Linked DNA regions of Zea mays: region 2 is linked to region 1. Evidence: chromatin contacts called from public Hi-C data. All regions are on one chromosome and are shown on one strand. The core of a region is the stretch at or near the end of the contact, and the rest is flanking DNA. Distances in the headings are between cores, read along the strand shown. Region 1 holds the start of LOC103639304 (histone H2B.1-like). Region 2 holds the start of LOC100285088 (RHM1).

Evidence for each region. A called contact is a pair of places that touch in the nucleus more often than the background predicts.
Region 2: a contact with region 1 is called in a Hi-C map of tassel, with 2.5 times the contacts expected there. The contact joins the promoter of LOC100285088 here to the promoter of LOC103639304 in region 1. A contact is called at or near these places in 4 of 25 Hi-C or Micro-C datasets (bundle sheath, ear, leaf and 1 more).

What each region holds. Positions count from the first base shown.
Region 1 is chr9:145,276,426-145,279,242 of Zm-B73-REFERENCE-NAM-5.0, forward strand. LOC103639304 (histone H2B.1-like) reads right to left here and starts at 1,430. Exons shown (of 1, transcript NM_001301449.1): 1 at 663-1,430. The coding sequence starts at 1,348. The coding sequence ends at 902.
Region 2 is chr9:145,469,005-145,471,821 of Zm-B73-REFERENCE-NAM-5.0, forward strand. It overlaps LOC100285088 (RHM1), which reads right to left and starts at 1,360. Exons shown (of 3, transcript NM_001157983.2): 1 at 871-1,360; 2 at 1-167. The coding sequence starts at 145.

The sequences.
Region 1 (2,817 bases), core at 180-2,679:
GCTTCATCACCCATCAGAGCAAATATATAGTAGAAAGTTCACAAAAAAGTTGCCAAAAAGGATACATTGGAAACGTCACAGCAGCTTTCGATTTATTGGGTGTTATTGAGGTAAATATTAACCAATGAGAATCATCTACAAAACACAATTGACCAGACATTCAGGAGGTGAAGATGCCAGCCTACCACACATTCCACCAAGATGAAGGCACTGAAGTGCCGTAGCTGCTGAGAATGCTGCTTCAACGCAGAATATACCAAATTCATCAGCATTTGTTATGGCCAAGTAAAGTACCTATGGAGGAACCAGGAAGCAATCAGGGTAACAAAAATGGAGAACCTTTTTGCAAACACTCATAAAAATCATCGTTGTCGCTATGTGTTGGCACCAGATACGTTTTGCAAACCCTGAAACCCACATTCTCACCAGCAAAGATTATTTGATCACGCATTCACAAGTTGTGGCGCAAATGGAATCATCATTTCATCACATGGTGAACCATATGGCTGCAATACATAGTTACCGCTCATAAATATATCCATGCCGAAGAACCTGAGACTGAAACAAACCCATGAGCTTTCGACCTCATGACCCTGTATCTTCATCGGTTCTCCACTGCCCGGTCAAAATCTTAGATCCCAAATTACCAGGGCAGAAGAAAATTAGCAAGCAGGGAAGGCACCGATACAACTATATTCCAAAATAGGGGCGTCAAATCTAAGAGGCCCATTACAATCCGGCACGATTTATGAAGCAGGCAAGCTAGCTACTGGCCTTTGTTCACCCGACGAGAACATCAACGATTTCACAGCACATACATAGGCGGGGAGGGGTAGAGGACACGACGAAGAACCCTTGTAAGAAGGGGAGACCTAACAAATCCGTGGACGCTGCAGGCTGCTCAATTGCTGGTGAACTTGGTGACGGCCTTGGTTCCCTCGGAGACGGCATGTTTGGCGAGCTCTCCTGGGAGGACGAGGCGCACGGAGGTCTGGATCTCGCGGGAGGTGATGGTGGGCTTCTTGTTGTACCGCGCGAGCTTGGCGGCCTCGCCGGCGAGCTTCTCGAATATGTCGTTGATGAAGGAGTTCATGATGGACATGGCCTTGGAGGAGATGCCGATGTCGGGGTGCACCTGCTTCAGGACCTTGAAGATGTAGATTTTGTAGGTCTCCACGCTCTTCTTGGCCTTCTTCTTCCCCTTCTTCTCGCCGCCCTCCTTGCCGGAGGACTTCGAGGCCGGCAGGCGCTTCTCGGACTTGGGCTTCTTACCTGCGGTCGTCTTCTCCGCCTTCTCCTCGGCCGCCGGCTTCTTCTCCGCTGGCTTCTTCTCGGCCTTGGGCGCCATCGGGTCGGGTTTGTCGGGGTCGAGGGGGATGGGGGTGGACTGGATGCGGTTGGCTGGAGACTCGGGAATGGAGGCTTTTCTTGGTGTGCAAAAAGGGGGTGGTAGCTTTTGTAGAAGGGCATGATGGAAGGAGATTGGTGGAGATGGGTGGACGCGGATCAATGACTTGGCGCGAGCTGCAGGCGTTGGATTTGGGCCGCCGCGAGAGGACGGACGGCGGAGATTGGATCATTGAATCCCGTCAGACTAAAACCCGGTTGTTTGGACTGTGTTGCAGTATAGAGACAAACAAGAAACATAAAAATTCTGTATAGTTTAAAATTTTAAAACCAAGCGAACAGGGTTAGATGGGTCAGGCATGGACCGTCCAGTAATGTCCTCTATATTTATTCTCTATATCCGTACTTTACAGTATCATCTAAAAGATTTTATCCTCTATATCTTCTTACTCTTCAACAATGTCCTCTAAATTATGTTCTCTATACGTAAATACCTATATTAGAGACATTTTTTTTTATTTTTGTACATACGTATTTGTCATACTCTTAAATGTATTGTACATGTTTTAGTTTTGTTAAACCGTTTATTTAAAGTATTCAAATGGATAGATGACCGTTTAGAGAAACTCTATATATAGAGAATTCAGCAGCGTCCTCTAAATTTAGAGGACCGTTTAGAGGACGCTACTGGAGAGCGTAGAGAACCGTTTGGTCATCTATATTTAGAGTACAAGAGGCTTTAGGCTGTCTCTAACAACAAACTCTATACACTCCTGTACGCTAAATTTAGCGATCCAAGCGTCCGCTACATCCTTCAGCAACGAACGCTAAACCAGTCGCTAAAGTACCGGACGATGTTCGTACACGCTATTCTCAGCGATTCATTGTGCGTCCGCTATCTGTCCTTCCTGTGAAATCGAGCACGGACTTGGGAGGTGGCGGCGGCAGCGGCGATGACCGTGGAGCACGCCGCCGTCGACCAGCAGCGCACGGAGTCGCTTCATCCGGCCAAACGCGAGCATCGATTTCTTGGGCTTGGTTGGAGAAAGCAATCGTTGTTGGGAAGAGAGGCAGCGATGTTTGTAGCAGACGACCGAGTGGAGGTGGCGCTAGCCATGGACAGAGATCTGAGGAGCGGCGACGGCGGCCATGAATGGAATCGAGGAGCGACAGCTTGGTCTGGTGTTGTAGGCGTAGCGTGTTCGGCCAAAGAAAAAGGCTAGGTGGAGGACAAGCAACCGAAAACAGCCAAAAAAACATGAACATACAGCTCGTTATTAGTTTTTTAATTAATATATATGCTAAAAAAGTGACGTAGCACAAAATGTTAATTAGTTTTTTTAATTAAGTACATTAGGACAAATTCAAATTACATGCAAAAGATAGAATAAATATGATAGTTTATAAATTCTATCAACACTGTAGATATAGAGGATCGAATTTAGAGAACGTTGTTGGAGATGCAGAATA
Region 2 (2,817 bases), core at 110-2,609, 190 kb after region 1:
TCTTTAGGTTGGAGCAGTAGTCAATCTTGTCAAGGACAACGATCTTGTATTGGGGATAGTTCCTGACCAGACGGTTGGCGACATGCGATGCAATGAAACCAGCAGCACCAGTTATGAGAATGTTCTTGGGCTCATAAGTCGCCATCTTTGTCTGCTAACTCTCTGACCTGTTAATGTGTTCCAAAAAAAAACACAACGGGGTTAGGAGTACTCTCAGATTGATTGCCCATCCTCTAAAGTTGAGGAAGTGTAATGACAGGAAAGTAAAAGCAGAGATCCGGTTGCCTTCCATAGCAAATACTATTTCATTGACAAACAATGAGTAGAAAATATGGAAACAATTTAGTATGAAAAAAATTCCAGTACTCGTCTCGAATGTAATCTGAAATTGAAATGACTCAATCGTAACATTTATGCTTAGAACAGGCAAACTCTCCATGACGCACTGTTGCCGGTGATTACCAACTTGAGTTTTGTATGTTACGAGCGCAATTAATTAGGCCAGTGAGGATCATTAAATCAACTACTAACTACTCCTGCTAGGATATCGCTAAAACGGTAAGGCAGCCAATGTCCTAGCCCAAGCAATCACCAAAAGGTGGCCGCCCATAATCCTCGTGATCCACGAATCTAGAGGGCCAAATCACGCGGCAACCAGGACCAGGCCATCCCTTTTGAAGCAGGGAATGCCAGATCACGCTGCGTACCCACGTATGACGTAACCCACCCACCAACGCGACGGCAGATGGTCGGAGAGAGACGCGAGGATCAGATCTACCGCGCTCGCCACCACGAGGAGCCAACAGAGGAGAACCGCCCCAGGAAACAATATGAGATTTCGCATGATCAAATTCGAGGGCAGGGACTTACTAGACCGAGATCCGGGAGCGCCGCGGCCCGCGTTGGCGGTAGAACCGGACCCGAGCCGAGCCGGTGCACTAGCCTGCCACCGAGCCGATTGGGCGCGCCGCGACGAGAAGAGTCGGGGGGCGGGGCCGCAGGGGATGTGGGAAGTCGAGAGCGGGGGAGGAGAGTGCGAGATCGGGGAGGGAGGGTCTGGCGACTTATAAACGCGGCCCGGGCAATGCCTATTCTGTTTCCTCTGTTTCTTTTACAGTTTCTTTTTAAAAAATATTATTTTCCAACAATGTTCTACATATGAAATATTTATATTAAAAATATGTTTTACTCTAAATTTTTATAAACACGTCATACTCTCAAATATTTTTTATGTAATATATTATCTAGATTATAAAAAATAGATAACAAGAAAAGAAACTCTATATATGAGGACGAAAGAGTGTACACTGTACTGTATTTAGAACAATATTTAAAAAGATACTATTAGAGACTATAAACGAAAAAATATTACATATAATCTATGTAATCAAAAAACATGTAGTCTCCTGTTGTTGATATAGGCTCCAGTTGGAGACAGCCAAACCACTTTTGGCGCGTGGACGCAACCGTATGTTCCGTCCGTCCGCGTCCAGCACGCGCCGTTGGCCCGTTGCTCAGTCTTGCCGTCGTCTTCTGTGCTCTCGCTGCCGGAGTCGCGGTCGTGCGGGTGCCCGGTCCGGAGCTCACACGCCCCACGACTCAGGCAGCTAACGTGGACGGGGAGTGACGGGAAACAAGTAGGCGTCTTCTCGCAGCTCATACGTCCCACACAGGCCACTACTGCCCACAGCTCAGGTAGGTAACGTGGACGGGGCGTGACGGGAAGTTGGTAGGCGTCTTCTCGCGGCTCATACGCCCTCGCAGGCCACAGCTCAGGTAGGTAACGTGCACGGGGCGTGACGGGAAGTCGGTAGGCGTCGGTCTTCTCTGTCTTCTCGCACGAGGCGGATGGGATGCAGCAGGCAGATCGAAGTCCAGTCGGTGTATGCAGCAGCTAGCAGACGTTTTCTATTACTTGATATGGTTAGCGTCTCTATAAAGACGTCATCATGTTTCTGTCTCACAACAGTAACTTTTGTCGACCACTAGCTTTTATAGAGTAATCACTACCGCAATTTGGCTCTTTGACGAGTCCTCGTCGCTTTGCCTAGTACGATTTATCAGGCACTCGATGCCACTCTCGATGAATTAAGACTCTCGGCATAAATCTAGTTTGCCGAGAACAAAATACTCTACATAAAAAGACACTCGGTTAATATGACTTTGCCGAGTGTCAAGCTCTCGGCGAAACGTGACACTCGGCACTCGGCAAATGGGCGTCAGCAGCCGTCTATAGTTGACGGTCACTAACTTTGCACCCAGACGTGGCCAAAAGGGGGTTTCTAGCTTAGGGTTAACTGACGAGGACATCAGTGTTATAAGGGGATAGATTTTGATATCCTGGTAAGGCTTAATTGGATTCATAGAATAATGATAGCAACAGGGTGCATCTTCTTTTCGGAAGTATGTCTAAAGAAAATCATTGGCTTAAGCATACTTGGCTTAGAACAATTTTATGATGAGTGATCGACCGGGTGTGCTTGGGTCGTAGAGAGATTTTTAGGATGGGGTTAGGATTGATAGAATACTCAAGGTGCATCTTATTTTCAGAGCTTATCTCAAAAAAAAACTTTGATTTAAACGTGTTTTGCTTAGAACAATTTATGATGGGTGCACATGAGCCCTACGGAGATTTTAGGACGGGTGACCGACTAAGAAGTTTTCTTGGATATGCATGAGTCGTGAAAGGTTGCCAATACAAGTACTGTTAGGATCGATAAGTACCGCCAGAGTGGACCGGGTGGACTCTGGTGCATGCGTGGTGCAACCTGAGAGAAATTAAAGGTCTGTTTGGTTCAACTGTAGAATCCTAAAAAT